6 separate regions of the Sus scrofa genome follow, and regions 1, 2, 4, 5 and 6 are each linked to region 3. A link is a contact called in public HiChIP or PLAC-seq data. All regions are on one chromosome and are shown on one strand. Each heading gives the region's core, a stretch centred on a gene start, on an enhancer-like site or on the middle of the called end of the contact. The rest is flanking DNA. Distances are from core to core; before and after follow the strand shown.

Region 1 (4,541 bases), core at 1,372-3,871, 690 kb after region 3:
GCATGTCACTTTCATTATGTGGTTCTTGACTTCAGCAAGGCAGTTCCCTTCTTCTCAGTTCCCAGAAGCCTAAATGAATTCCTCACCAGAAAAAGAAAGACAGAAATACGTTTTAAAAATTATCTCTGTCACTGATGATCAGGAAATTACAAAAGGAGTAAACTAGGACCTGAGAGCCTAAAGCCTCCAGCTCTTGTAGGGAGAGGGGCAAGAGAAGCAGAGCCCTTTGCTCACTTGCCAGACACAGGGGAGCCATGAGGCATAACTCAGGCCCCCACATGCCCGCACTGGTTTTCCAGAATGGCACACAGAGGGAGAGAGAAGTCTGGAAGCCCCTGGGGAAGAGACAGCCAAGCCATGAATCCAGCAAGCACGGGAGCTGGTTGGTGGAAGCTGATTTGGGACCAGTTTATATAAACCTTGATTTATTTAAAACGGAATCCCTTGGCTTGTTCCAATGTCCATGTTGGCCTGAGGGTGTCCTTCACGCCGTGACACACTGCGGGGGGGGAGGGGGGCAAGCACAACATGGTAGGTAAGAGTTTCTAAAAGGAGGAGGAGGAAAAAGAGGAAGATGTGATACAGAGTAAGTGCTTTTGGTGAGAGGGTCCAGCACCCCAAAGAGCAAGTGTGAATCTTACAGAGAAGTGTCCTCTGTACTTTCTGACGACAATGAGAGATGCTCATCTCCATCTCTTGAAGGATGGCAGGGCTGGAGCCAAGGAGCCACAGTGAGCCCCCCTGACTCATCAGAACAGCTTACCACCTTCTGCCCCTCCCTCTGGGGACGTGCAGGACATCAAACAGAACAACATCTATTTTTCTTTTTTTTTTTTTTTTTGCCTTTTTTTAGGGCTGTGCAAGGTGAGCATGGCACCCATCAGAGGGCAGCGTCTGGACCCCATCCACCTTGCAGGGGGCTCTGTCTGGGGCCAGATTCCAGTGGGAAAGGGGGAGCTGCACTGTCACATCCAGGGCTAGTGATGGAGAGAACGGTGACTATTAACCCTTCTGCCTTGGCATGTCACTTTCATTATGTGGTTCTTAACTTCAGCAAGGCAGTTCCCTTCTTCTTAGTTCCCAGAAGCCTTCTTAGTTCCCAAGCCGCGTCTGCAACCTGTACCACAGCTCACAGCAACGCCGGATCCTTAACCCACTAAGTGAGGCCAGGGATGAAACCCACATCCTCATGGATCCTAGTCGGGTTCGCCACCATTGAGCCACAAAGGGAACTCCTATTTTTCTTTCTTTTTTTGTGTGTAATGTAGTACCTCAAAGAGCTCAGAATTCTCTGCATTTGGGGCAGCATGTGAGCTGTATTAAGAAGTTGTCAGAGTTCCCACTGTGGCTCAGCAGGTTAGGAACCTTACTAGTATCCATGAGGATTTGGGTACGATCCCTGGCCTCACTCAGCGGGTTAAGGATCCGGTATGTCCGTGAGCTGTGGTGTAAGTTGAAGACGCAGCTCAGATCTAGCATTGCTGTGGCTGTGGTGTAGGCAGGCAGCTACAGCTCTGAATCAGCCCCTAGCCTGAGAACTTCCATATGCCTTGGGTTCAGCCCTACAAAAAAAAAAAAAAAAAAAAAAAAAGTTGCCTCTGTGCCCAGAGAAGAGGGCAGTGCCACTCTCACCTGTCCCTTATCTCTTCTTTCCTAGTTGATTTTCACAATTGCAGGGTTGGGTTTGACGTGAGACATGCAAAAAAAATGAGAAGGGAGGGGCGATGTTATAAACCCATTTGATGTAATCCAAATGGATTCCATCAGCTTGCTGCATCACGGAGATGAACTTAACATGAGCGAGCATCATTCCTCTGGCAGGGCTGGAGCTCAGTTCCAGAGAGCGTCCGTGTCAAATGAGAGGAGAGCAAGAGTCTTATTAAGGCCCTGGCTGACATCTCACCCCAAAAAGAGAACATAGAAGTTGGCCTGGTGTGCTGTCCACACAGGGAGTCCTGTGAATAGGGCCCCAATGTCAGGCCCAGTCTCAGTGGCCTTTTGCACCATCCAACACAGGCTGGCCATGAGCATTTTTTGCACTGCACCAGGATTGAGGTTTAATTTGTGCAGAAACAACAGGCATAAACTAGTTGTGTAGCTTATCTGTTGCACAATAGCTTAAACAGAGCCAAATTATACTCCTGTCCTCCCAGCAGGCGTGCCCACTAGCGCTGACACACACACACACACACACACACACACACACACAGACCTCGAGAAGATCTATTATAGCAGAAAGATCGATGACTCTGTTCCTCTTTCTTTAGAATTATAAGATAAGCCCTTTACTTGTCCTGAATCTTCGGTCACATTCAATGTATATGCAAAAGTTCAAAGGCTGACTCTGACAAAGGGCGTTTGGAGAAGTACGATAAAATGTGTCTGATAAAACACACACAAAAGACTTTAGCAATAAAGACTTATAAACTGGGAAAGCAGGACTTGGGCAGCGGGTTTGAAACAGTATTATCTACAGCTTCAGCACTGAAAGATAGTGGCCCGGAGCAGGAGGCTTTATCTGGCCTCCACAAGAAGAGAGATTGTACCGCCCCCGAACCACCCTGTCTGCAAAGCCCAGGAAACACCTTGCAGAGGGACTGATGCAACCATCACCACCCTGGCCAGCCCTTGGTGACAGTTAAGAAGTGTCACAACACAGCATTGAGCAACCACCTCATGCATCATCTCGGCCTGGCCTGTGTTTTACGCGACACTTTCCCACTGGAGAGACAAAATGGGACGTTTAGGCTGACATTTTTTTGGTTCTTCCCTTGCTTTCAGTTTAGATCGTCAAAGAGAGGCAAGGGGCATTTTCCCTTCTGCTTTTCCCATACAGTTTGAAACATCCTTTCCCAACTGACGTTTCAGGTAGAGGATTAGTCACAGTCGTTCTTTGCATCTTATTGCATTAATTTCTCGAGAGTTTCAAGGGGTTCTCCGTACCTCTCCTGGGAGATTCATGACTCAGTCCCCGCAGTTTCTTCAAAGCTGGAGTTTAATTTATGTGATTGCAATTGGAAAGCCACTTTGAAAGGGGAGAAATCAACTTAGTTTTTCGTGAGTTCTAAATTTTCTGTAAATAAAATTTCACAAGTCTATCCCTCTTAAAAAAAAAAAAAAAAAGTAGCAACACAGCTGTTGATAGAGTAGCAGGTTTGGGTGCATGGCAGTAATGCACAGGTCAGGGGTTCCCCAGATCAGCTGCTATTGAGGGACCTGGGGAAAAAAACACTCATTTTTTTTTTTTGGAACTTCCCTTTCCCTCTATAAATGCACAGATTATACAAAGTGTCTGCTTAGACACTTCTTACTTCCCAAAATAATCGGATGTCATTCCACAGAAGGGTGGCCCTCAAAATAGTTCCACTCTTGGAGTTCCTGTTGTGGCACAGCAGAAATAAATCCAACTAGGAACCATGAGGTTGCAGGTTAAATCCCTGGCCCTGCTCAGTAGGTTAAAGATCTGGCATTGCCGTGAGCTCTGGTCTAGGTTGCAGACCCATCTCAGATCCTGCATTGCTGTGACTGTGGTGTAAGCCAGCAGCTGTAGCTCTGATTTGACCTCTAGCCCGGGAACCTCCATATGCTGAGGGCGTGGCCCTAAAAAAGAAAAGAAAAAAAAAAGTTCCACTCTGATTTGTTTTATAATAATCCTTCACCACTGATAGCTGTGCCTGGCTTTTCCAAGTGCTTCAGCGGCAATGGTTGAGTGTGGTCTTGTCTCTGTACGACTGGATCACTTTGTTGTACCGCAGAAATTTATCATAGCCTTGTAAATTAACTATACTTCAACAAAATTTTTAAAAATACAAAAAATAAAGACTTTAAAGATGTGAAAAAAAAATAATGTGGTCTTCTGAATAACCTGCTGACAACATCAGGGCTCTAGGCTTGGCCAGTGAGGAGATGGAGGTGCAGAAGTTAGAGGACCTTCAGAGAGTCGCAGAGGCTCGCATGCCGAGTCACCCTCACAAAGTAAGAAAAAGGGAAATTTTAGTCCAGAGGCTTCCAAACGCTTTTGAATTGCAAGGAACAGTAGAAAGCAAGTTCCATGCATGACTCAGGAGATGGCTCTGTCAATCAAAAAAGGGCTTCAGGAAGCAGTAGTTGTTCTTCCTACTTGTAAAGCACTCTGTTTTTCATTTTTTTTCCTTCTATTTCGTTTTCTTTCTTGTATTTGTATAATAATAATAATTGTAATAATGTCCTTGTTGTTGCATTTGAAACCAACGAATGGGTCACAAGCTGATTTTGAAGTCACTGTTCAGAAACTTTTCCCATGGCAGTGCCCTACTCTTTTCTAAATCAGAATTCGAGATGCACTTCTCTGGGTTTCTGATGCTGCGTGTCATTCTCCTATGACGCTCTTCTCACTTGGTCAAGAGCCCCCTAAGGCTGTCACTAGGGGAAGCACTGTCCCTAGGGTCAAGCCTTCTGAGAAGGTACATGACCCTCCTGGCTGTGAATACACCATCCAGACCTAATAAATAATGAATACTAATGACAACACCGAGATACCTATTTGCCTTGTATTCCCAATA
Region 2 (4,600 bases), core at 466-2,965, 770 kb after region 3:
TTGTGGATATCTTCCCTAATTAGAAGAAGGAAGGGTTCCTTTTAGGGCTTGATCCTAATGATAAAATAGTCCTTCTGTGGATTGGCTACATCCTGAAATGTTCCCTTATTCTTGTCATCTATGGCCCAGCGCTCTCTTTCTCTCTCACATAAACACACACACACACACAAATACACAAAAGTTTTGTTCAGAAGAGTAGCTTTTTAACAAAGCTGTAATTGGGACACTTATTGGAGATCCACCATAAAACAGCAGGAGGTCCTTAACCCTCCTGAAAATCTAATGGCCAGGAAAGATAGCAGAGCCTGAGAACTAGGGCTCACCAGGCAGACCACCTTGGCCCCAAACTGGCCTCCAGCACGCATTATTATAGGACTTCTGGCAAATTACTTAACCTCTTAAAGCCTCAGTTTCCCTGTCTGCAAAGCGGAAGTGATGATTGCACTTGGAGCTCCTGAAGCCACTGTGAAAGGTGAAGCAGCAGGCATCGGAGCCAGTGTTCCCATGAGGAACACTCTCTAACTGTTGGCTCTTTTTTATGCTCAATGTCACCAAACCAAGTGCATTCCTTTCCTGTGGCTGCTGCAACCAACTACCCCAAACTCAGTGGCTTAAAACAATAGAAATTTATCCTCTTGCAGTTCTGGGGGCCAGGTTCCAAAATCAGGGCGCCACAGTCCCTCTGAAGACCCTCAGGAAGGTTCCTTTCTCTTCCAACCTTTGGCGGCTCCTGGTCTCCCTCACCTGGTGGCTGCCTCTGCAGTCTCCGCCTCCATCTTCACATGGCCTTCTCTGGGTCACCTCCTCCTCTGTCTCTGGAGACACTTATCAGCAGACCTCGGGCCCACGCAAACAACCAAAGACGGTCTCAGCTCAAGAGCCTTCGTTTAATTGCATCTGCAAAGACCCTTTTCCCAAATAAGGTCACGTTCACAGTTCTGTGGGTCAGAACATGGACGTACCTTTTGGAAGCCACCACTCTACCCCTTACACCAAGGTAGGAAGGATAAAGGGTGTCAACTGGGTCCAGAGAGAATTTTCCCTTGTCCTTTTCCCCAGAACAGAGATGATGGGCAGGTAGATGTGAACTCTGTGTCTTACGCCTGAGAGCCTCAGTCACATCTTCCAGCACCTGCCATCGTTGGCTGGAACTCAGTGTCATGGTACTTTCATTTCCCAGCCAGAAGAGTATGTTTTTTTTTTTTTTTTTCCTAGATGAGATCAAATATTTCTTTTCTTCTTCTTCTCCTTTTTTTTTTTTTTTTTCCTTTTACGGGCCACACCTGCAGCATATGGAAGTTCCCAAGCCAGAGGTCGAATCAGAGCTGCAGCTGCTGACCTACACCACAGCCACAGCCACAGCAACTCAAGATCCAAGCTGCGGCTGCAACCGACACTGCAGCTTACAGCAATGCCAGATCTTTAACCCACTGAGCAAGGCTAGGGATCAAACCTGCATCCTCATGGATCCTAGTCAAGTTCGTTACCACTGAGCCATGATGGGAACTCCCGAAATCAGATATTTCTTAATGTTTTCTAGAGCACCTATGCGGATGAAACCAGAGGGCCCAACAGTGGTAGAGAAAGGGGTTGCCCCCTGTGTCATGGGTGCCATGAAAAGCAGGAGACAGGAGGCCTGAGTGCCTCATGTCCTGGCCCCCAGAAGCTCATGGCATCGTGGCTGGGAGTAAGCATAGCAACAGAAGATGACAGGACCAACCACAGCCAGCCAGTTGGGACAGACTCAGGAATGTGACTGCCCGGAGCACGGCCTGTCACTGTTGTCTTGGACAAGCTGCCTCCTTCCAAATGGCTTTATTGCGAGGCACTGTTGACCAGAAACCCCTTGCGAAAGGCTGGTGATTCACTTTGCATCTCTCATAGTCCCCAATTTACAAATCACCCGAAGATATAGCCTTTCACATTTGGATATTTAAAAAAGAGACTTTGACTGTGGCCATGAAGTAGTATCAAAGTTTACCCGAAGTTTGTACCAAGAGTGCAGCAAACAATAAATGATGACGCAGGGGGGAAGAAAACGACTCTGGTGAGAGAAAGGTACCAGTGTTTTCTTGTCAGTTGTGGTTCTCCAGACGGAGCTGGTTTTCCTCATTTGCATTCTTTCTCCTCACATCATGGAACAGAAATGCAGGCCCACTGTAATTCGGTTATTTGGGGGCTCTTTAAAATTCAACATGTATGATTTAAATAATGCTGAGGCACTGTAATTACTTCTGTCTTTCCTTATTTCCCTCTGGCCCTCAGAACACCCCAGCCCCAGCCGGACCTGTAGGAGAAAATGAACAGAGGCAGGGCCTTCCCAACTGTTAGGAGCCACCTCAGTGTCTGTTTGTATTACATTTTCACATTTTACTTGCAAAGCCTCGGCCCCACAGGAACTTGAACAATTGCCTTCAAAGCCATAGAACAGCCCAATTGTTATGGAGATTAAAGATCCGGATTGCAAAACTCCTGTAAATAAAATCTTCACTGACAAACCCAGTTTCTGACCATAGACTTTTCTCCCCGTAATCTCCTTCTGGCAGAACATTTGCTGTTTTGATACTGGAGATTCAGTTACCGGCCACAGTAAATAAAACAAAATAATAATAAGAAAAAAATAGTCTGGAACTCACCCTAAAAACAAACATTGACCAGTCATGTTTCTTTTCTGTTTCTTTGGGCCCTCCTGACTATTGATAGGGGGCGAAAAAGGAACGGACCACTTCTTATCAGTTGATTTTTGATTTTCAAGCTATGGACCGTCGTCAGACTGTGTTAGCTAATTTGAGCTCTCCCAAAGGGCATGCAATATAGCATTTACTGTGTAAAAGAAATAAGCCTTTTTAAGGGAAAACTGAGCTATGGCACAACCCCCTGAATAAGTGTGTGTAGGAAAGACACTCATTGCGCAGAAGAGACAGCCGCCTCCTCCAGACACAGGCTCCAGTGCCACCCTCCCAGGGCCCATCACTGTTTCACACCCCCTAAGGGTCATGTTCAGAGTGAAGAACATTCCAGCTATCATTTCAAGATTGTGAAAAACATTGTCCAGTTGTAATCACTAGCACGGATTCCTTGTCCTTTTGTAAAGGCGATTCTCTCCTGAAGATGGGACCCTCTTGCTTTCTCACCCAGAGGGAGTCTGGACAAAAGGGAGGAGAAGGAGGCGGTGGGGGACGCTGATCCCTGCATCTCATGTCACTTAACAGCTCGTGAAACTGGAGCTTTAAAATGCATGCTTTCGCAGACTGATACAGGGCTTATCTACACCATCTTGGTCCTTCCACCCAAGGGTCACTGAATCTGAGTCTCGATAAGTCAGTGCAATGAGGTTAACAGGATTTGGGTCCTTGCAGTGGTGAGCTCAGACCTTCCGGGAGCGTGAAGGCAGATGCGCTAAGGTCCTTCGGTGCTGGCATTTGGGCGTGACCACGCAGGTGTCCTAAGAGCCGAGCATCCCTGGGGAAGGCATGTGAAGCAGGTCTCCGAGGAGCCTGGGTGAGTCGGCACTAATCTGGGTGTCACCAGCTCCGCTGTCTGGGACAGGGAAGTCTTGCTCCCGTGGCAGAGCCAAGCCCTCTTTGCCCTACAGCTTCATGTGCTCAACCGGAGTTCTTCCAGGGCCAGATCAAGCCCCAGAGAACTTATGCTGTGCTGATTCCTCCTGGCATCTTGGGAAGGGCTGCATACATACACTTGATCGGGGTGGGGGCGGGAGAGGGACGTGTTTAAAAGAACATCTCAGGGTAAAAAGGGAGAGAGAAATAATGTGACTAGTTGATTCCATTTCTTGGAGTTGTAGGTCATACAAGGAAGCGAATGTGATTGTTTTATTAAGTCTCCTGGGGTTAATCGCCCTGTCGCAGCCACTCACGCTCCATTAGTGCATCTCTCTGTACGTATCAGATGGCAAATTATATAATGATAAAGTTATTAAAATATCTGTAAAAGTCAGCACAAGCTCAAGGGCTCGACTTGGCATTTCTGCCCTTTAAGTGGTTTATTTGGATCGTCCCTCTCGGGGTCTGTTCATCTTCATCCATCTTTTGTTGTAAATTGCCTACTCTGTGGAACTGCCGTCATTGCCTGAGTTTTAAGCTGGGTTCTTTTGGTCATGCAGCGGGGCTGGATCTTAGGGATGAAGGCAGGAGCTTTAGAAACGTGCAGTCCTTTCCCCCCAGGTTTGAAATGCAGCAGGTGGGATTGGGTCTATATTGGGGTTGTTACTGGAGCCATCGCCACCGCAGAGTGATGAGGACACTGCAGAATGATGAGGACATGGCTAGTTCACACATTTACCGAAGGCAATAGCCAGATAATCATGGCTCGCGTTTCTAGAATGACTGATGTCTTTGGTTCATTTAATCCCCACCCCCTCAGAGTTCCCTTTGTGGCTCAGTGGGTTAAAATCCAACTAGTATCCATGAGGATGCAGGTTCGACTCCTGGCCTCGCTCAGTGGGTTAAGGATATGGCATTGCTGCAAGCTGAGGTGTAGTTTGAAGATGCAGTTCCGATCCCGTGTTGCTCTGACTGTGGCCAGCAGGTGCAGCTCTGATTTGACCCCCATCCTAGGAACTTCCATATGCCACAGGTGC
Region 3 (4,432 bases), core at 859-3,358:
AAGGATGCACATCAGAAAGCGACTTTAGTGGAGGCTGTTGGAATGGGTTCCTTTTGTTCACTGCAACCTCACACTCTTATGGGCTTTTTTTCTCTTTTATGATTTTTATAAATGGTGCATAATTTACAGACATTGAAGTGCACAGTTTGACGTGTTTTGATAAATGTATACACTTGTATAGTTACATCAGTCAGAAATAGAACATATCCATGATCTCAGAAAGTTCCTTTGTGCCACCTCTAGGGACGCTGTTCTGATTTCTAACCTGATAACTTTTTTTTTTTTTTTTTTTTAATAGGACCTTACAGTTCCCCGCTCCCCCCTTTTTCTTTTTAGGGGCACGCCTGCAACATATGGAAGTTCCCAGGTTAAGGGTAGAATCGGAGCTGCAGCTGTCAGCCACAGCAATGCCAGATCCAAGCCACATCTGCGACCTATGCCAAAGATAGCGGCAATACCAGATACTTAGTTCACTGAGTAAGGCCAGGGATCAAACCTGCATCCTCATGTTTACGCATAGGGTTCTTAACCCACTGAGCCACAATGGTAACTCCCTAACTTGGTGACTTAATTTTGCCTGTTTTCTACCCTAAAGAAAAAGCTCCACTAAAGTAATTTGTAAAAGAATGTTGATAACAGCCCCAAACTGGAAATATCCTAAGTGTTTCTCAACAGGAGAATAAGTAATCAAACTATTATTTTATTCGTACAGTGAAATGCCATTCATTAATAAAAATGAAAAAACTACTCATATACACAACATGGATGAGGCTCAAACCTAAATTAATTTTCTAATTATTAATAGAAGTTTTAGGAGTCCCTGTTGTGGCTCAGGGGAAACAAATCTGACTAGTGTCCGTGAGGATGCAGGTTTGATCCCTGGCCTCGCTCAGTGGGTTAAGGATCCAGCATTGCTGTGAGCTGTGGGGTAGGTCGCAGACACTGCTCGGATCTGGCATGGCCGTGACTGAGGCTGTCTGTGGCTGTGGCCGGTAGCTACAGCTCTGATTCTAACTTAAGCTTGGGAACCTCCATATGCCATGGGTGTGGCCCTAAAAGACCAAAAAAAAAAAAAAAAAAAGAAGTTTCAGTACCTTTTTTGTCTTTTTAGGGCCACACCCGCAGCACATGGAAGATCCTAGGCTCAGGGTCTAATTAGAGCTGTAGCCACTGGCCTACACCACAGCCACAGCAATGGGGATCCGAGTCGAATCTGCATCTTACACCACATCTCATAGCAATGCCGGATTCTTAACCTACTGAGTGTGGCCAGGGATCAAACCCCCGTCCTCATGGATACTAATCATATTCCTTACTGCTGAGCCACAACGGGAACCCCTCAGTACATTTTAAGGCTGGGGCAAGTTTCGCTTTTGTTTTACACATCTCTGTAGTGGTTAAATTATTATAACAATCACATATTAATATTAAAAATTTAAATATAAAATGCAATAAACCTTGTAATTAAGGTTGGTAGGTAAGCAGTAATTTTATATTATAAAATTAAATATTTTAATTATTTTTGATTTATAATTCAAATATAAAATATATTATTTATATTTTAAATATAAAATTAAGTAATGGAAGTGAATTTGAAAGTGAAGGAGATCAAAACATATCCACCTGAAATATGCTGCTTTGGGATATTGATTAGTCTGAACTGTAAATAACTGAGCAACAGCTCTCCACTCTCACCCTTTCTGCCTAAAATCAAGACAGAAATTTCCCACGAGAAAGATATCTCTTGATACCAGAAAGAAGAGAACATTCTTATCCTGGGAGATGGGGGTAGGGTTTGATGCCAAGATGAATGGACTCATCAGAAGCACAAACCTTACTAAAATAACCATCATTGTCCATTAGTTTCCCTCATGTATTTCCTATCCACTTTCCTGCAGTGGATCACACCTAAAAACTCAAATCCCTTTCCTTTGTCTTGTCACTTCTCCACAAATTTATCATCTTTTGTTAAGGCCGTATGTAAGCTCCTGAGTCTTGCCAGTTCTTTGGAGTTTTCACTTTCCACCTATGAAGCCCTCTGTGTCCCATAAAACATGTTAACATCGGAGTTCCTTTGTGGCTCAGTGGACTAAGAATCCAGTGTTGTAACTGCAGCAGTTGGGTCATTACTGTGGCGCAAGTTCAATCCCTGGCCCGGGAACTTCCACATACCACAGATGCAGCCAAAAAGAAAAAAAGAAGATATTCATATCATATGAACCTTGTGCACTTTACTTACATGACTCTATCCGTTGTTAGTTTGAGTACCCCAATAAAAAGATCTAAGAGGGTAGAAGAAAAGATTTCTCCTATAAAAACAAAGAACCAAGTCACTAATTGTTCTTCTAGGTGACTTAGAGAGTGAGGACCATATACAGAATAGGTTACTCATTTAGTCACTGAACAAACTCAAATTTCAACTTCAGAATAAATAAAAATTAATTTTTATTTGACTTACTATATCATTTGGGATGCATTTGGAGAAATAGGAAACATACTAACAGAGTTTTAAATCAAAAGGACACTTATTTACATTGCAAAAACTGCAAGTAGGTGCTGGTCCCAGGCACAGCAATGACTTCAACTCCTAAACTTTTCTTTCTCTTTCATTTGAGCAATGCCCCCCAACACACTCCTGTTCACAAGACGGCTGCTGCTGCTCCAACCACTGTGTCCTCACACATCTGTGTGCAGCCAGCAGGAGGAGCTGGTGCCAAAGGGCTTTCTTTTCTGCATGTCCTATTTGTCAGGGAGGAAAAAGTCTTTTCTGTAAATCCAGAAGAGATTTCTTACATCTCTTTGGTCAGAGTAAGGTCAAATGGCAACCACTAATCACTGGCTAAATCAATTGGGATTGTCACCATTCAGTTATACCAACTAAATCATCCAGATTAACACATTGCTGCCTGAACAAAATCAGACTCTATAGACTAGGAAGACATTTCCAATGTTTGTGTAGATCAATAATTACAGGTTGTTTCAATAATGCCCTGTGCAATCAATGCTTAGGGTGTGGACATTTTATCCTGAGGTAAAGAAGGGAAAAAAGGTAAGTTCTGGCTTAAATCACACCAGCTTTGCATCTTTGAGCAAGTGACTAATTTCTTGAGGGTCAATTTCCTTATCTGTAAAGTGGGAATAATAATAATCCCTGACTTGTAGGAGCTGGGAAGGAATAACAGAAATAGTGCAATGGAAAACCCTGGGCATAGTGTCTGGCATGTGATCTGTGCTTAATAAACAACAGGTGGCAGAAAGAGGAGACTGGGCTTAAACCACAGCTTGTGTCAACAAGTCAGTTTGTACATTCCTATAGATGTTCCCTTTAGAGACGTAGAGAGTATGTACTTGAAGTCGTCATGGGGTTGCTGTGAGGAGTAAATGAGGTTCAGGTAAGCCCATGGTTGATGCCCAGTGAGTTCTACTTGGGGAATCAGGAGTCCAGTTGGGAATCAGGCGACTAACCTTGTCTGACAGGTGAATGTGGTAATGACAATGCCTAGAATGGGCACGCCCCCTTATGCAAATGGGTGGGTCTGCGCTTACCTGTCTGTGTGCTGTTCCGTGAGCATTTTTAGGAAATGGGTGAAGGTCTGGCCTTGCAGGCTGGGATCTGTGAAGGGAAGACTTAACCCAGAGGACTGCAGGTAGAGGATGAATCTGGGAAGCCTCCAAAGCCCCAGGTGCTTTCTTCACAAGATTTTGCAATTTTATTCTGGATTTTTGGATGTTTCCTTTTTTTGTTTTTAAAAATTATTATTATTATTTTTTACAGCTGCACCTGTGACATATCAAAGTGCCCAGGCTAGGGGTCAAATTGGAGATGCAGATGAGGCCTATGCCAGAGCCACAGCAACATGGGATCCAAGCTGCATCTGTGACCTACATTGCAGCTTGTGGCAATGCCAGATCCTTAACCCACTGAGATAAGCTAGGGATTGAACCCATGTCCTCAAGGAAACTATGTCTTGTCCTTAACCAGCTGAGTTAAGCCACAGTGGGAACTCCAGCTTTTTGCTTTTTTATGCTTTGGCCTCTGACATCACTAAGCAGGCAAATCCTTAGTAAACTGTACAAGGACTTGGACCTTTGTGATTTTATGCTACAGCTTTATCCATTAGGAAATACGCTGATAAATGAAAGTGGTTCTGTGCCTTTGCCCACTGCTTCTCAGTATGCAAAAGCTCTTCACCGACACTGGAACACTTGATCCCATACAAAAAAGTAGGGTCTTTTTCTCCCTTTCTAAAAATGGAGAAAATACTACCTCATAGAGGTTAAACAATTTAGTCAAAATTATCTATGTAGTATTTTATTAGGAGTTGGAATTAAAAATCTGATCTTAGGGAGTTCCCGTCATGGCTCAGCGGAAACAATCCAGCTAGGAACCATGAGGTTGTGGGTTCTATCCCTGGCCTTGCTCAGTGGGTTA
Region 4 (4,425 bases), core at 442-2,941, 800 kb after region 3:
CACTGTAGTGAAACAGGAAAGTCAACTTAGTTGCCCAGTTTCCATGTTATTTTCAGCCATGGATGCCAAGAATTTCATGGCACCTGCTGGGCCAAGGAGTTAAGGGACAGGATAGGAATTAATGAAGTCCATTTAGCTTGTTGTTTTAGAAGCTTTGTTCCCTCAGGACTGGTCTGATTCCAAAGGCGTTTGTCATCTCGTATTGATTCTTCTTCTTGGTGGTGCTGCTCTGCCCATTGGCAATGGTCTACCTCTGAAGCAATTACTCTTTTCCTTGGAAATGTCCCTGCTGTGTGTGTGTCCCTTCGAATTTATTGTGGAAGTCTTTTGAGTTGGTCTGCACCCAAGACAGTGGGCACCTTAAATCCAAGAACTCTAGCTGCTCCAACTGACCAGTTCAGATGTAAGGGGGGCTTCTCTTTCCACAGGGACGTTGCATGTGCACTCTCAAATCACCTCTCACAGCTACACTTGGGAATAGTCTGGACTTCAGTTAGCCAGGGAGTAATAGAAAGGCGTTTTATAGCATGAGGGTGTGAAATAGATAAAAACCAAGGCGACCCATTTCAGCACCCAAGCATGACCCTGCGCTGTCTTGGAGGGTGGGCCTGGGAGAATTCCAGAGGTGCTTTCACCGGTGGCAGAGAACAGCATGGGAGACTGCTCTTCAACTTGGCAGCTCTCCCTCTGAGAAACCAAGCCTGGAGCCCAGGCCTGAAAAGTGTTGTCATCCGCCTGGGGGCAGGAGGGGGTTGGGATACTTAAAAGAAAAGTGGCTGCCTGGCGGCCAGCTTTGAGAGCCTGCACAGCTCTGAGCCAGCTTTCCCTGAATCCACCCCCCAGCCCCACCTGGGCTTCCTTTTGCAGGAGGGACCTGTGCTCTGTCTCTTTCTCTTCCCTTTGTAGACAGACTCCACACCTTGTCTGAAAAGAGTTGTCATCTGGAGGTTTTCTTTTCTTTTTTTCTTTTTAAATAATGTTTAGCTGCCAACCTGGGCGACAGACAGCATGCATTAATCTGAGTCATGCAAAAGATCCTTTTAAGGCAGCCATTATCTGCTCAGGCTGTTTAATCCTTTGGGGGCAGTGGGAGGGGCCCAGAGTGGGTCTGCTTTCATCCACATCGAGCTGCAGAAGGAAGACTTGAGCTGCCATGGCAAATATTTAGCCCCATCGGTAGGGAAACAATCCCAACTAAAATGCCTGAACCGCCTAATCCCCAGATTTCCTACTTTTTAAAAGCTCCCTGGGAATATGAGGGGTCCCCATCTCTGCCAACACTACCACTGAGTAAGGGGGCACCAAGCCAGCCAAAAGGACAAACGAGCTAAGGCAGGGTGGGTGAACTGTGCGTGATTGGTGGGGCTTGGTAGGGGGAATCCAATTGGACATAAAAATGAAAACAAATAGGTGAATAGGTATATTGAGTCTGAGCCTATCTAGAGGGCCGAAGCTATTCTGTTATCAAAATATATATATAAAGGATAATTAGACCAAATGGATGGTCTTTTGTAGTGTGGCATTGGTACAGTGCAGACAGAAGAAGAATCACAGGCAACATCTAAGATCTTACAGATACTGTGCCCACAAGTGAAAGAGCTATTTTCCCCTGACAGCTGAGACTGTCACATCATTCCATTACTTATGTCCGTGACAAACCACGGACTCACTGAGGATTCCAGTAACTTGCTGCCATCACCAGGTTACCATGTAGTGGTTGGAACAGACTGGCAGAGCATGTCCAGACACCGTCATGAAACAGGGTGACCTTTCATTCATTTTCCAGTGGATTCACCTTTTTGTCTCAGGGCAAATGAAGCAAGAGGAATAATGGGTGGAGTCATTTATTTGTGTCCGGAATATTGCATCAGATGACAACAAATTGTGTTTGCCTAATGCTTTTCCTCCTACCTCGGCTTCTCCCTGGACTATAGAAATCTTAACTGGAAAAATGGAGTAAAGCTTCCTGTTAACTCTCAAGCATGTCACGGCTCTCTGTGTGAGCAAAAACAAGTGACAGGGGCTTGCTCACAGATGGCCCCAGTGGGCAGGGACGAACCCTGTGGAATGAGGTGCGGCCTGGCTTCAGGATGAGCTAGAGAGTGTCCGTGGAAGGGCGGCCCTAGAACCACTGTCAGTTTACAACTTTTTCCCCTACCCACATGTCTGACTCGCTTTGAAAAGATTAACAGGAGTGTTTGTTTGAAAGTCAGACTCCTGGTTTCCTCATTAGTGGAGAGATCTGCCGCAGACTTCGGTTGTTTCTGTAAACTTTAATTACCTTTTTGATGAGGAGTATATCCCCTCATCACATGCACCCCAAATTTACAGAGGAGTTCATTTGGAGGGAAGGAAGGCTGAGGAGAGGGAGGGAGAGAGGAGAGATGAGAGAGAGACAGAGAGAGAGAGAACACTAGCTCTCCCTGCTGGAATAACAGACTTGAAATATGAGGAAGTTGATCAACAGCCGATGCCTTCCAAAAAGAGATTAATTCACCCGGTAGCTTTCCTTTCAGAGCTAGCTCTTGGCTCCATCAAGTTTCTCTGTGGGCCTATACACAAAAGGACACAGGCCACATGCCATCCTGAGCTTGGAGTTATTTTCTATGTTGATTTGAGAACTTATAAATTTTAAAACATTCAATTCTTGTCTCTGTTGTTTTGTTGCTGACGTAAAGACTATAGTCCTGGCCTGGTCATTTAATGAATAATTAATTCTAAGGAACAGAAACTACCCCAGGACACCATCCTACATCCACAGTGGTAGGTCTCAGTGGGGGTATTTTTGCTCCCCTCACCCCTACCACCAGGACAGCTGGAAAGTCTGGAGACCTTGTTGGTTGTCACAATGGGGGGAGTGAGGGCACTACTGACATCTGGTGGGCAAAGGCCAAGGATGCTGCCAAACATCCCACAATGCACTGGACAGCCCCCCCCCACTGCCGCAGCAAGTCTGGCCCCAAATACCAGTAGTGCCACTGTCAGGAAACTGATCTACAGGACACAGGAAACCCATCCTGGCACCCAAACCCCCCAGGACTTTGGCAGCCCGTGGTTAAGAAAACTGTAGAAAGACGCAACAAAAGACAGCCAAAGTCAATCTGGTCTGTGAAACTGTAAATGCCATAATCCTAAAACAATGTGTTTTATAGACAAAGTTTTGCCATTCCTGGTAAAATTTCAACATGTACAAAAACAGAGTAGACCAATCAAGGTCCTGGAGCCACTCCTGTTAACAAATCAGTGAAATATATATTAGAGAAAACCCTGTGAAATCAAGGCTATCCTATTTCTAAAGATGTGGGAGTGATCTGAAGATAGATATAAGGAAGAAAAGAGTGATGTGGTGGTCACTGCTAGGGCATGCGTTGGGTTCAATCATAGGAAACTGCCAATTTTTAGCTATTCCAGGCCTACAGAAATGGCAATTTCCTATGATTCAACCTAAATATTATATATAGTATTATATTATTATATATTACTATCATTATGACAACATATTATGCATATATTCTGATATTAATCAATGAATGCATCCATTATATTAGTAATTCAGGTGTTGTATACGTCTTATATATTGTTAAAAATTAAATTTTACATTAATATTAACATATTAATATATTGATCATAGAGAAAGCTGGTAAGCTCTTTTCTGCAAAGGGCCAGATACTAAATATTTTAGGCTTTCTGAGCCCTTCTGGCCCTCCAATCTCTACCATGACCACTCAACTCTGCAGTGATACCTCAAAAGCAGTCACAGATAATACGTAAAAGAATGAGTGAGGCTCTTTCCAATAAAACTTTATGGACATCGATATTTAAATTCCATATCATTTTCACGTCAGGAAATCTTTTTTTTGCTTTTTGCAACCATTTTAAGAAAAGTAAAACTCATTCTTAGCTTGTGGGCCATAGGAAAATTGCTAGCAGGTGGACTTGGCAGGTGGGTTTGCCAAATTCGAAGTTACACCAATATTATATCTCTATCACGCATGTTATTTCTGCACTGTATTATATCACACACCATATCGGGTTGCACGAGGCTGTATGTTACCGTTCTCTCATACCAGCTCCCTGGGCAGCAAGCAGCAGTCCATCCTGGGTACTCCTGTGGGCGGGCCGGCGGAGTAGGAGGCGTGGCTTCCCTGAATCGCCAGCTCAGGATATTTTCTCGCTCACCCACAGGTGCACCTGACCTGACGGCCTTTGGCGACCCGCGCCAGTTCCCCGCGCTGCCCTCCATCTCTGACCCCCGCATGCACTACCCCGGCGCCTTCACCTACTCCCCGACGCCCGTCACGTCGGGCATCGGCATCGGCATGTCGGCCATGAGCTCGGCCACGCGCTATCACACGTACCTGCCACCGCCCTACCCCGGCTCGTCGCAGGCACAGGGCGGCCCGTTCCAGGCCAGCTCGCCGTCCT
Region 5 (4,391 bases), core at 1,028-3,527, 610 kb after region 3:
CCAGCCCCAAGACTACCTCACTGTCTAATTTTAGCAATTCCTCTTGGCAGAGGCCAGGCACCCCCCTTCCCGGGGCTATCTGGTGCTCCACACACCATCTCCGAAAGCTTCCTTTGATGTTGGCGGGGGGCTCCTTGGACTCAAGGCCAGATACGCTGCAGGAAGAGACACGCTCAAAGCCATTACACTGCCCTATCTCGCTGCTGCAATAAGAGGTCTGCTTTCTTTTCTTTTTTTTTTTTAATTGTGAAGTAACAACTCTTGGTTTGAAGTTAAATATGGGCCCATCAGGTTTGGAATCGATCCTCAGAAACAATCGTCAGGTCAATTGCCATCCAATATCCTCTCTATCTTTGCAGGGGAGGATGTTTAAAGCATGACGTTATTTTGACTAATTTAAAGATTTCATTCATATTTTTAACTCATTATAAATGAATGCAATTTAAGCCCATCACGTAATGATAGAAAGTGGCCAGAAGCCATGGGAATGTGTTTCTCATTGTGGAAACTACAAGTTAGTCATTTTCTTCTCCCTGGTAAATGTCTTCAGTTTGGTTAAGGGAATTTTTTTTTCAAAGAAATCTCAAGTTCCAAATTAGTTTTTTTTTTTTTTTTTTTTTTTTTTTTGGTCTCAAAAGTTAACCCTATGGAAAATGTAGCAATGTTTCCATAATTTTGCAAACTATTTTGATAGCATCTATGTCATCTTGCTCAGGGTCTAAAATCTTATTATTGGTTGATTTTTTTTTTCTGATTTTTGTTTTTAACATCCTGGCCTCATAATGTAAAGAAAAGCAATAAGCTCAGGAGAAAGCTGTGATGCAGAAATGCCTAACTTTCTGGATAATTTACAGCTACACTTTCTGTAGAGAATCTTTGTGAAACTAACTTTTTTTTCCACTTAGAGTTTTAATAGAGAGGACATGGGTTACGAAGTCAAGTGGGGAAGGAGACAGAAAGAGAGGAGGATCTGAATTTTCTTTTTCAAGCTGTTATTTAAGTGGCAACATTGATCCAAAACGTCTGCTTTTAGGCCGAAGTTTCTGTCTTTGAGTTGCCTGCAATACTCAGAAACTTCTAGATGTGTGTGGTGGGCTGATCTAATGGACTCTTCTTGCAGGTCTGAGAAAGAGGAGCCAAGGGCCAGAGGCAGGCACAGCAGGACTAAGGGAGTCCACCTCTCCAGCCTTTTCCCTTCCAGTAGGAGCCCCCCGGCCTCTGACCTCAGCCCCACAGTCGTCTTGGGCCCTAAGACTCGACTCAGCCCTAAGAGTCTTGTTCCTTCCACTTCCTCTCCTGCACCTATCCCAGGCTGTTCTCACTTTGCCCACAATTTAACTCCCTTCTCATGCTCTTTGGAGCAGTGTCATTACATCTGAGCTCCACAGCAAGGCTGAGGGACAGAAGTGGAGGTGAAGCTTGGTTAAGTCAGATCACACCCTGGAGATGCTCCCAGGATGGTACTTTGGGAAGGATCTCTGCCCTGTGAAGTGGGGGTGGTCCCACTGCTCCCCCATCCTACAAGTCGGAGTTTCCATTCCTCTCCACACCTAAGGGTAGGCTGCAGACAGGTTCAAGATATTCAAACACAGACCAGGAATTTCTGCTGATTCTCAGGGTTCAAAATTCTAAAAAGTGAGTCTATGCTGAAGGTGGGGCAGGAATATTCTAGAAGGGAGCAGTGATGGATAGAAGAAACCATGCATACAAGGACATACCTACATAAAGACACACCTGTACCTACACGTACAGGCCAAGAGACAAAAAGGGACAGAAAGATCTAAGCAACTCTTAGTTCCTGGTTCCAAGAGCCTTTGCTGTAAACAATGCCCAGGTCAATGCAGGAATATAAGTAAATGAGAGCATTTACACATTTTGATCTCGAATTATCTCCCAGAAGTTTGCAATGTTGATTCCAAAGACGTCAAGTCTCAAACAGAATTGTAATACTTTTTTTTTTCAATTAGGAAAAAAGATGATTTTAATGCATTACTCATTCTATCTTTTTTAGTTTGCCCAAACCAGCGAGAAATTAGTTCCCAGGTCATTAAATTCCACCCGTTGTGGTCAGAGCTGAAAGGGTTGGATCGTCTCTGCTGGGAAGGGTGGAGTCTGGTGTGTGGGGTTCATGGGGACACGCTGGCGGGCCCTCCCTGACCCTGCTCACAGCCAGCTGCCTGCCCCCCCTCCAGTCTCCCCCAGGCTGTGCGGCTTGCTTCACACCCTTTGTTGACTTCGGCTACTGGTCAAGTTTCCTCTGGAGCCCTGATGCCAAGGGTGCCAGCGCTGAGCTGACTCATGCTTTCCCGGACTTCCTGACACCCTGTTCACAGGCTTGTCTGCAGCTACAAGACTCTGCCCCAACGGTGTCGCAATTCCAGCCAGGAAACCAAACCAACCGCCCCAGAATTTGGCTGAGGTCTCTGAGGGTGGACAGGAACAGAGGTTCCCAAACAATGTTTAGGCTGGAACTGAATGCCAGCTTTTTTTTTTTCTTCCATTCTCCCCGCCCCCCTTATTGAGATATAACTGATAGACAGTTCTGGGAAGTCTGAGGTGTACAACATAAAGATTTACATGTACTGTGAAATGATGACCACAATAAGATTCGTTGCATCCATCATCTCATATAGATACAAATACCAATGTCTGGGGTTTTTTTTAGATCAACCTACATCTATTGAGCAATTTCTCTGCAAGCATAAACACTGTCGATGTAGATGTGCATGAGTTTAAAACAGGAAAGCTTGCGTGAGACCCTCACCGATGGAAAAAAGATAATGGATCATTTCATTTAGACAGTTTACATCTTGGGTAAATATCCTACCCTTCCTCCACATTTATGAAATTGCTTCTAAGATTCTTTTTATTTTTTGAAGTGTAGTTGATTTACCATGTTCTATTGGTTTCAGGTATAACACATGGAGACTCAATATTTTTATGGATTATACTCCACTTAAAGTTGTTATAAAATATTGATCATATTTTTAATTTTCTTATGAAAACTTTGAATGTCAACCATCAAGAAAACCTTATTTCCCCTGGTTGCTCTGGAACCACTAAGCCATCCAATGACTGTCAAAATGAGCTCCATATTTCTTGGGTTAGGATTTTTCTCCATCTTCACTTACCCCAGGGAGCCTTCTCCTGTTGCTGAAGGGGCTCTTGAGATAATTTGGCATGTTCCTAGGCAGACACCTCAAAGGGAATATGACTTTCCTCAAACCCACTTGCCTAACTTCAAAGTATATGAGAAAATCAGCTTTTAGGAAAATGAGTGAGTGGGGAATTTCAATGAGTGATGTGGAAGAAATTAGGCCATTGCATTTAATCCAAGTTCCCCCTGCCCACCACTGTCCCATTCCTCTGTTGCTTGTGTGTGTTGGTGTGCATGTGTGTGGGAATGAGCAGACAGGCCAGTATTCTCCTGCAACCCCATGGTGCCCCACAGTAATGGTGTTTGACCTGAGAAGGCAAATCGAGTGGAAAGTCACCAGGAACACAGGAGCTCCAAATTGTTCTTCTCTCCAAAATAGTTCTATTTTCAAATAATGGTTTGTGTTATCCCATCGCTAATAGCTCCTTGTATTTTCTTATATTTTCTTTTCACTTTTTAGGGCCACACCGGAAGCATATGGAAGTTCCCAGCATAGGGGCTGAATTGGAGCTACAACTGCTGGCCTATACCACAGCAACGCTAGATCCATGCTGCGTCTGCGTCCTACACCACAGCTCATGGCAACACCATGATCGAGGCCAGGGATTAAACCTGCAACCTCATGGATCCTCGTCAGTTTTGTTACTGCTGAGCCACAACGGGAACTCCAGCTCCATGTATTTTCTATTACCTACTGCACAGCTAACTTACTGTGCCTATATCTAGAATGCTCTTTGTTCTAGTTCATTATCAAGTTCATTATATTTGGAAAGTTTGCCTTTTGTTCTTCTTGGAAGTTTTAAGAGTGACTGAAATTGGCTCCATGTGTCTTTCTCAAAGTGACCACATGAGAGGTACCCCCAGGGGGATGGCATCTTCAGACAAAAGGCACATCCAGTGCCTTGCACCTCTCATAGGTGTCCCCAAAGGATCCCCTGAAGCTCTTCCTGGTGGGGAAAGAGAGTAGCTCTTTGAGGGAGCCTCTGGCCGTGCTGCCAAAGCAGCCTGGAGGCCCAGCCTGGGGGACACACACTCCCTCCTGCAAGGTCCAGGCATGCTGCCTGCTGAGTCATCCCTTTTATTGCTGACCCTGCAATAGAGAAACTAGACTTGGAAGGGCCCCTCTGGCCCCACATTAGGCCAGCCTCTGGCAGGGCTAGGCAGAGGACCACTGAGTCTGAGCTCACAGGGTCCTGCCTGGACTGCTATGTAGACATTTGTGTGATGGTTAACA
Region 6 (4,716 bases), core at 521-3,020, 720 kb after region 3:
TTTCTTCCCCTTATTATTGCTACGTTAAGCTTTTTAAAATATTTATTTAAAATTTAATATTTTTAACAGAATCTAGCTTTACGTTATTGCTTTCTCTTATTGAATTGGCTTAAAACTGATTTGGAAGCTTGGAAAACCAGAACTGTGAATTTCAAGGAAACGCCTCAGATCTTTACTAAATTGTAAAAATATGAAACTTATCATCATAGAAACCAGGACTGTGCAACTGGGGTTCTCTCTTTGATAATTTTCAGAAGTCTAGTGACTGGAAGCCTTTAACTTAGAATCCATGCACTATTTATGACACTTCTAATAATTTTAAGGGATATGCAGTGTATGATTATTGAAATGTGTTTCAAGTAAGGATATTTTTTATGGTAAAATAGGAAGAATTAGTGTTCATACCATTCTGGTTTGGTGAATTTGATGGCAATATGACCTTCCTATTATATATAATTTGGATGTCTTATTATTATTTGGAGGAGGGGTTGGGCCCAGTTAATATTTTAGATACTAATAATATGAAAGACTGGATTATCCATCCACAGGAACTATTTCATCAGTGCCGTTCTATGTGTAGTTTTATCTCTCCATGCCTGTTATCAGAGTATTAGAGCAGAAAGAGGAATCTTGGCTTGTTGTAAACTCCTCTGCTTTCCAGTTATTTTCAAATATTGTGTTTTCTTTGAAACACAATCTAAGTCATATTTTATAAGTAGCAGTAAGTACTAGCAGTTTAACTGAAGGAAATACGATAATTTCTTTGGAAAATCTCATTTTTGTAATATAGTGTTGAATAAGTTTACAAATAAAAGTTATTTTGAGTATATTAAAAAGACACGGCAAATACCTAAATAACAGTAGGTGGCTCCTGTATTTAAAAACTAAAAGTACATCCAGTGGACATTTAAACAGAAGAGTAATCATTACTCTTTATAAAGACATTCAGAAATATGAGAAAATCTATGTTCTTGGGAAATTTGTTTAGTCCAAGAGGAAAGAGGGCAAAAGCACTGTTGCCTTTTTTTGGCTATTGTTTTTGTGCTATCTTAGCTGCCGGGGACATTTTCAAAATAGAATCATAGGTGGAGAAAATTTTCAAAAACTTGTAACGTGATTGAAAATATGTGTTCATAGCACGTATCATTATGTTAATTATAGGACAATGTTAAGAAAATGATATCCACTTATTGAAACACAAATGATGCTATAAGATATACAAGCATAAGTCATTCTATGGGTTTACTTGCTATATTAAAAGTCCCTGCCTTTCAGTAAGTGGAATTCACATTATGATTCAGAGATGTGTGTTTAGAAAACATCTCAAGGGCTTCATATGAGTAGCTGGCAGAGTGGTTAAGAAGCCAATAAAAAACAAAAGCCTGACCGCCCCGTCCACACCTCCCAGCCTAGTAACCATCTCAATTCAATTCCTATGGATTTCTACTCATTATCAGAGTATGCATCTCTGTGGGTGTCCACGGGACAGGTTTTGGTTATGAAAGTTGGGAAATTTTTTAATGGCCCATGCCAACGACGTTTTCCTGTAAGAAGGGCAGTGGTGCCTCCTGGCAAGGCCCAGGGGGTTGGTGGTGATAAAGAGTGAGATTTTGAAAGCAGCATGCTTTCTTTTCTGGTGTTGAAGGCTGGTCTCTCGTCCATCACTGGCCATTTCTGTTTTGAGTGGGTGACTAAGAGGAGCTTGTGTTTACTTGGGTAACAGTGAACTGTTTCCCCAAGGTGTGGATTGTTTGCATTTGGCTGCCTGATTCGTGCCAGTATGCCCTTGAGTTTGCATAAAACCCAGAGTGAAATAGCTGCGACCAAGGCTGGGCTGTCTTCTGATAACCTGGAGCAGGAAAATTAGTTGAAATGCTCCATGTACGGACAATATCTGTTTTGAACAGGGCCTGCTACCCACGCATGATAGTAAGCAATCCAAAATAGAGGAACCTACAGTGAATGTTGTACCCAATTACAGTTACTGCGTGTATTGGTGATCTTGAGCGATTTTTTGTTGTTGTTGCTTTTGTTAGTGCAAGACAAAATGAGCTGTCAAAAGGCCCAGTTTGACTCTGTCTCATAATTTCTCCCCATAGTTGTAAAATACAGCTTGATTTTACTCTTTCATATCTAGTGTCAACATCAAAGCCTGCCAAGGATTTTTTTTCTTTTTCTTTTTTTTCTTTTTTTTTTCTTTTTTTTGCAATTTGCTTCCCATTAGGAAGAGAGCAAATGATTCTCCTTCATTTTAACAATTAGTCTAAAGCGTCCTCCCTGAATTTTGTCCTTTAGAAGTTTCACAATATTTTATTAAAGACTCTCCACTGTTTCATTTTCCGTGTTTGAAAATGTGTCTGAAACTATGTCATTGGCATCAACACGCCACACAGGGGCCCAGGAAGGTCCTGGCTGTTGGCTCATCCGAGCATTCCAGTGCCAGTTTCACATTCTGTCAAAAAAGCCACGGGTCTGGTGGATCCTCCAAGGGGCTCGGTGCTCAGTTCCAAAGAAAGAGTAGAGGAAAAAAAAAAAAGACTTTTCTTTTCTCAGCTGCCAGTCCCGGGAGATTGTCAAACCTTGTAGAAATCGCCAGGGGTTGAACATGGAAGGGTTTTTCTCTGTTCTACAAAACTGATCTGTCTGGGTGCTGGCCCATGTCCAGGACCACAGCTCCTAACCTCGGGTTCAGCCTGCAACTGGGAAAACCTGCCCATCCGGCTTTTACGGGCTTGCTGACAAGACCGGCCCCTACAAAATATTGGTGAAGGTTTCAGCAGGCTGAGGCGTCTTCTTTCCTTTGCCTTCCTGCCCTCCTTTCTCTCCCTGACAACGTCAGCCTCCTACAGGGATATCTCACCCTTGGAATTCTCCCTCTTGGATTCAGTATCTCCATCTAGACCGTTCCTTTACAAAGGAAGACCAGATAGCAGCTCCCAGGAGAGAGGGGAGGTGACATTGAAGGCACCTGGGGTTGTTCAGAACAATTCATGCTTAAGCACGCGTTCTGGGATGCTCCTCGCCCTCCAGAAAATCGAAGGTCAGGAGCAGGAGGAATTCTCTTTGGCAGCGTGACTTAGCAGCAGTGGATGGCAGCTTACATCTGCAGTTGAGGTAGTTCCACTGATATTTTCAGTTATAAGAAAGTGTTTCATGGCTGCAGCTGAGAAACGTTGAAGAAATCTTAGCAATGAAATCTGCGAGTGCGTCATCCCACTTGGAGTATTTACTTAATCAGTTGGAAAGGAATCAATCAGGGAAAGCAGCTTTAGTTCATTCATTTTAGAACCAAAGAGGAAATCTGCCAGACCGTGTCCTCTACCACGTCGTAAAGAGGGGCAGATTTCCTTCTGATTTTTCTAATATGATTTTAATCTTTTGGGAACGTCAGAAAATCATTTTGAAAATCCTTGGGGGGAAACCAATGCACTCCTACACACAGATTCTTGCACCATTTTAAATTTCAGGGCCCCTGAACCTCATGTATGGATCTTCCAAGGATTCTTCCCAAGGCAAGAATCTGTGAATCTGAAACTTTGCCTTGACTGTGGAGGGCCAGCCTAGCGCTGTGCTCCACATTGCAGATGGCTGGGAAATGAGTAAATAGAAGAACAAATGAGGTGGACATTCTTCTAGCACCCTGTGCTGTTTTTGGTTATACCTGCTTTAATTGTAGCCAGGACCTGGTATGTATCGTTTGGAAAGTTCCCATTCAAACTGGGTCTACCTCAGGTCCAGACCTTTGAGAGGCCATCAGGTGTGCACACCAATAGTCCCTAGCAAAGGAGAAGGGTCCACTTTGTCATCCAGGGGGTAACCTCTTCTCCAGTGACTGCCTGGCCCCCTGGCTACAGACCTGCAACTCAAATTCTACAACCAGTCCAGGGAGGCTGTGTGTTCTCCTGTCTGTTAGAACCAGGTTTAATTTCTTGGTGAAATTTGTGTTTAGGGTGACCTCCTGGCAACTTTCATCTTGCCCACTTTCAAAAGAGTACCCTTCCCAATGCTTTTCTAAAATGAAATTCCTTCGTGACATTCTTGCTGTGGATGTCTTCCCAGACATAATATTTATCCTGTTCCAATCTGGGTTATTGCATATTTGTGTAATGTTTGTGACTTAAGGCACTTTCCTCCTTAAGGTATCTTATATTGTTCGGGGAACAGTATGAGGAGGCTGCCTTTCAGAAGCCTGAAAGACTGTGATTGAAGGGAAAGTACATTTGGAAAATAATATAGTGTACTGGTCTTCTAAACAAAGAGAGACGTGTCTTTATGGAGTGTTTATCACTGAGAACTGATCTGAATGACTCATGATATTATCATAGGATCCAAGTCATTCTCTGTTTTATCACAAACTCACATAGTAGGGAAGGGAAGTTCATCCGACAACCCCAGCGTTGTTGTCTTCATGGATAACGTTCGAGATAACGAGCTGGCCATCGGGTCTGGAGAAAACAGAAGGGAAAGACATGAGTTGTAGTAAAAAATCAACCCTCCCATTTTTCCTCCTTTGGGGGGTTGCAACTGATCTACCCTTTGAGATGATGTATACACTGAAATCTGTTTTCACGTGACCGTATGGGCAAGTGTGGATAGGGACAGACGCATCCAGCCAGCCAGCCTCAGGCAGCCCTCGCAGAGAATGCCTTTCCACAGCAGGCTAGTTAGTGTCCATGACCTGCTGGAGAATTTATCTCTAGAGATCAGCTTTCTCAT

The links. HiChIP or PLAC-seq counts read pairs in DNA pulled down with a chosen protein or histone mark.
Region 1: an H3K27ac HiChIP or PLAC-seq map of alveolar macrophages shows a contact between it and region 3. The contact joins two enhancer-like sites. A contact is called at or near these places in 13 of 47 Hi-C or Micro-C datasets (alveolar macrophages, embryonic fibroblasts, fetal heart ventricle and 8 more) and 2 of 2 datasets of contacts at active chromatin or transcription factors (alveolar macrophages and skeletal muscle).
Region 2: a contact with region 3 is called in an H3K27ac HiChIP or PLAC-seq map of alveolar macrophages. The contact joins two enhancer-like sites. A contact is called at or near these places in 2 of 2 datasets of contacts at active chromatin or transcription factors (alveolar macrophages and skeletal muscle).
Region 4: a contact with region 3 is called in an H3K27ac HiChIP or PLAC-seq map of alveolar macrophages. The contact joins two enhancer-like sites. A contact is called at or near these places in 2 of 2 datasets of contacts at active chromatin or transcription factors (alveolar macrophages and skeletal muscle).
Region 5: a contact with region 3 is called in an H3K27ac HiChIP or PLAC-seq map of alveolar macrophages. The contact joins two enhancer-like sites. A contact is called at or near these places in 2 of 2 datasets of contacts at active chromatin or transcription factors (alveolar macrophages and skeletal muscle).
Region 6: a contact with region 3 is called in an H3K27ac HiChIP or PLAC-seq map of alveolar macrophages. The contact joins two enhancer-like sites. A contact is called at or near these places in 1 of 47 Hi-C or Micro-C datasets (embryonic fibroblasts) and 2 of 2 datasets of contacts at active chromatin or transcription factors (alveolar macrophages and skeletal muscle).

Annotation. Positions count from the first base shown.
Region 1 is chr13:198,487,026-198,491,566 of Sscrofa11.1, reverse strand. All of the region lies in intron 1 of RUNX1 (runt related transcription factor 1), which reads left to right. Among named protein-coding and RNA genes, the nearest start is that of RUNX1, 150 kb to the left of the region's middle. Within about 2 kb of position 2,621, at least 12 of the 83 cell types and tissues checked have an H3K27ac peak or open chromatin away from gene starts, as enhancers often do. A contact at or near this core is called in alveolar macrophages, where this site is marked.
Region 2 is chr13:198,405,931-198,410,530 of Sscrofa11.1, reverse strand. All of the region lies in intron 6 of RUNX1 (runt related transcription factor 1), which reads left to right. Among named protein-coding and RNA genes, the nearest start is that of CLIC6, 160 kb to the right of the region's middle. Within about 2 kb of position 1,715, at least 3 of the 83 cell types and tissues checked have an H3K27ac peak or open chromatin away from gene starts, as enhancers often do. A contact at or near this core is called in alveolar macrophages, where this site is marked.
Region 3 is chr13:199,180,392-199,184,823 of Sscrofa11.1, reverse strand. No RefSeq gene overlaps it. Among named protein-coding and RNA genes, the nearest start is that of SETD4, 410 kb to the left of the region's middle. Within about 2 kb of position 2,108, at least 2 of the 83 cell types and tissues checked have an H3K27ac peak or open chromatin away from gene starts, as enhancers often do. A contact at or near this core is called in alveolar macrophages, where this site is marked.
Region 4 is chr13:198,376,562-198,380,986 of Sscrofa11.1, reverse strand. It overlaps RUNX1 (runt related transcription factor 1), which reads left to right. Exons shown (of 8, transcript NM_001246252.1): 8 at 4,186-4,425. Among named protein-coding and RNA genes, the nearest start is that of CLIC6, 130 kb to the right of the region's middle. Within about 2 kb of position 1,691, at least 16 of the 83 cell types and tissues checked have an H3K27ac peak or open chromatin away from gene starts, as enhancers often do. A contact at or near this core is called in alveolar macrophages, where this site is marked.
Region 5 is chr13:198,572,672-198,577,062 of Sscrofa11.1, reverse strand. The region is part of intron 1 of RUNX1 (runt related transcription factor 1); the gene reads left to right. Among named protein-coding and RNA genes, the nearest start is that of RUNX1, 60 kb to the left of the region's middle. Within about 2 kb of position 2,277, at least 11 of the 83 cell types and tissues checked have an H3K27ac peak or open chromatin away from gene starts, as enhancers often do. A contact at or near this core is called in alveolar macrophages, where this site is marked.
Region 6 is chr13:198,456,850-198,461,565 of Sscrofa11.1, reverse strand. The region is part of intron 4 of RUNX1 (runt related transcription factor 1); the gene reads left to right. Among named protein-coding and RNA genes, the nearest start is that of RUNX1, 180 kb to the left of the region's middle. Within about 2 kb of position 1,770, at least 14 of the 83 cell types and tissues checked have an H3K27ac peak or open chromatin away from gene starts, as enhancers often do. A contact at or near this core is called in alveolar macrophages, where this site is marked.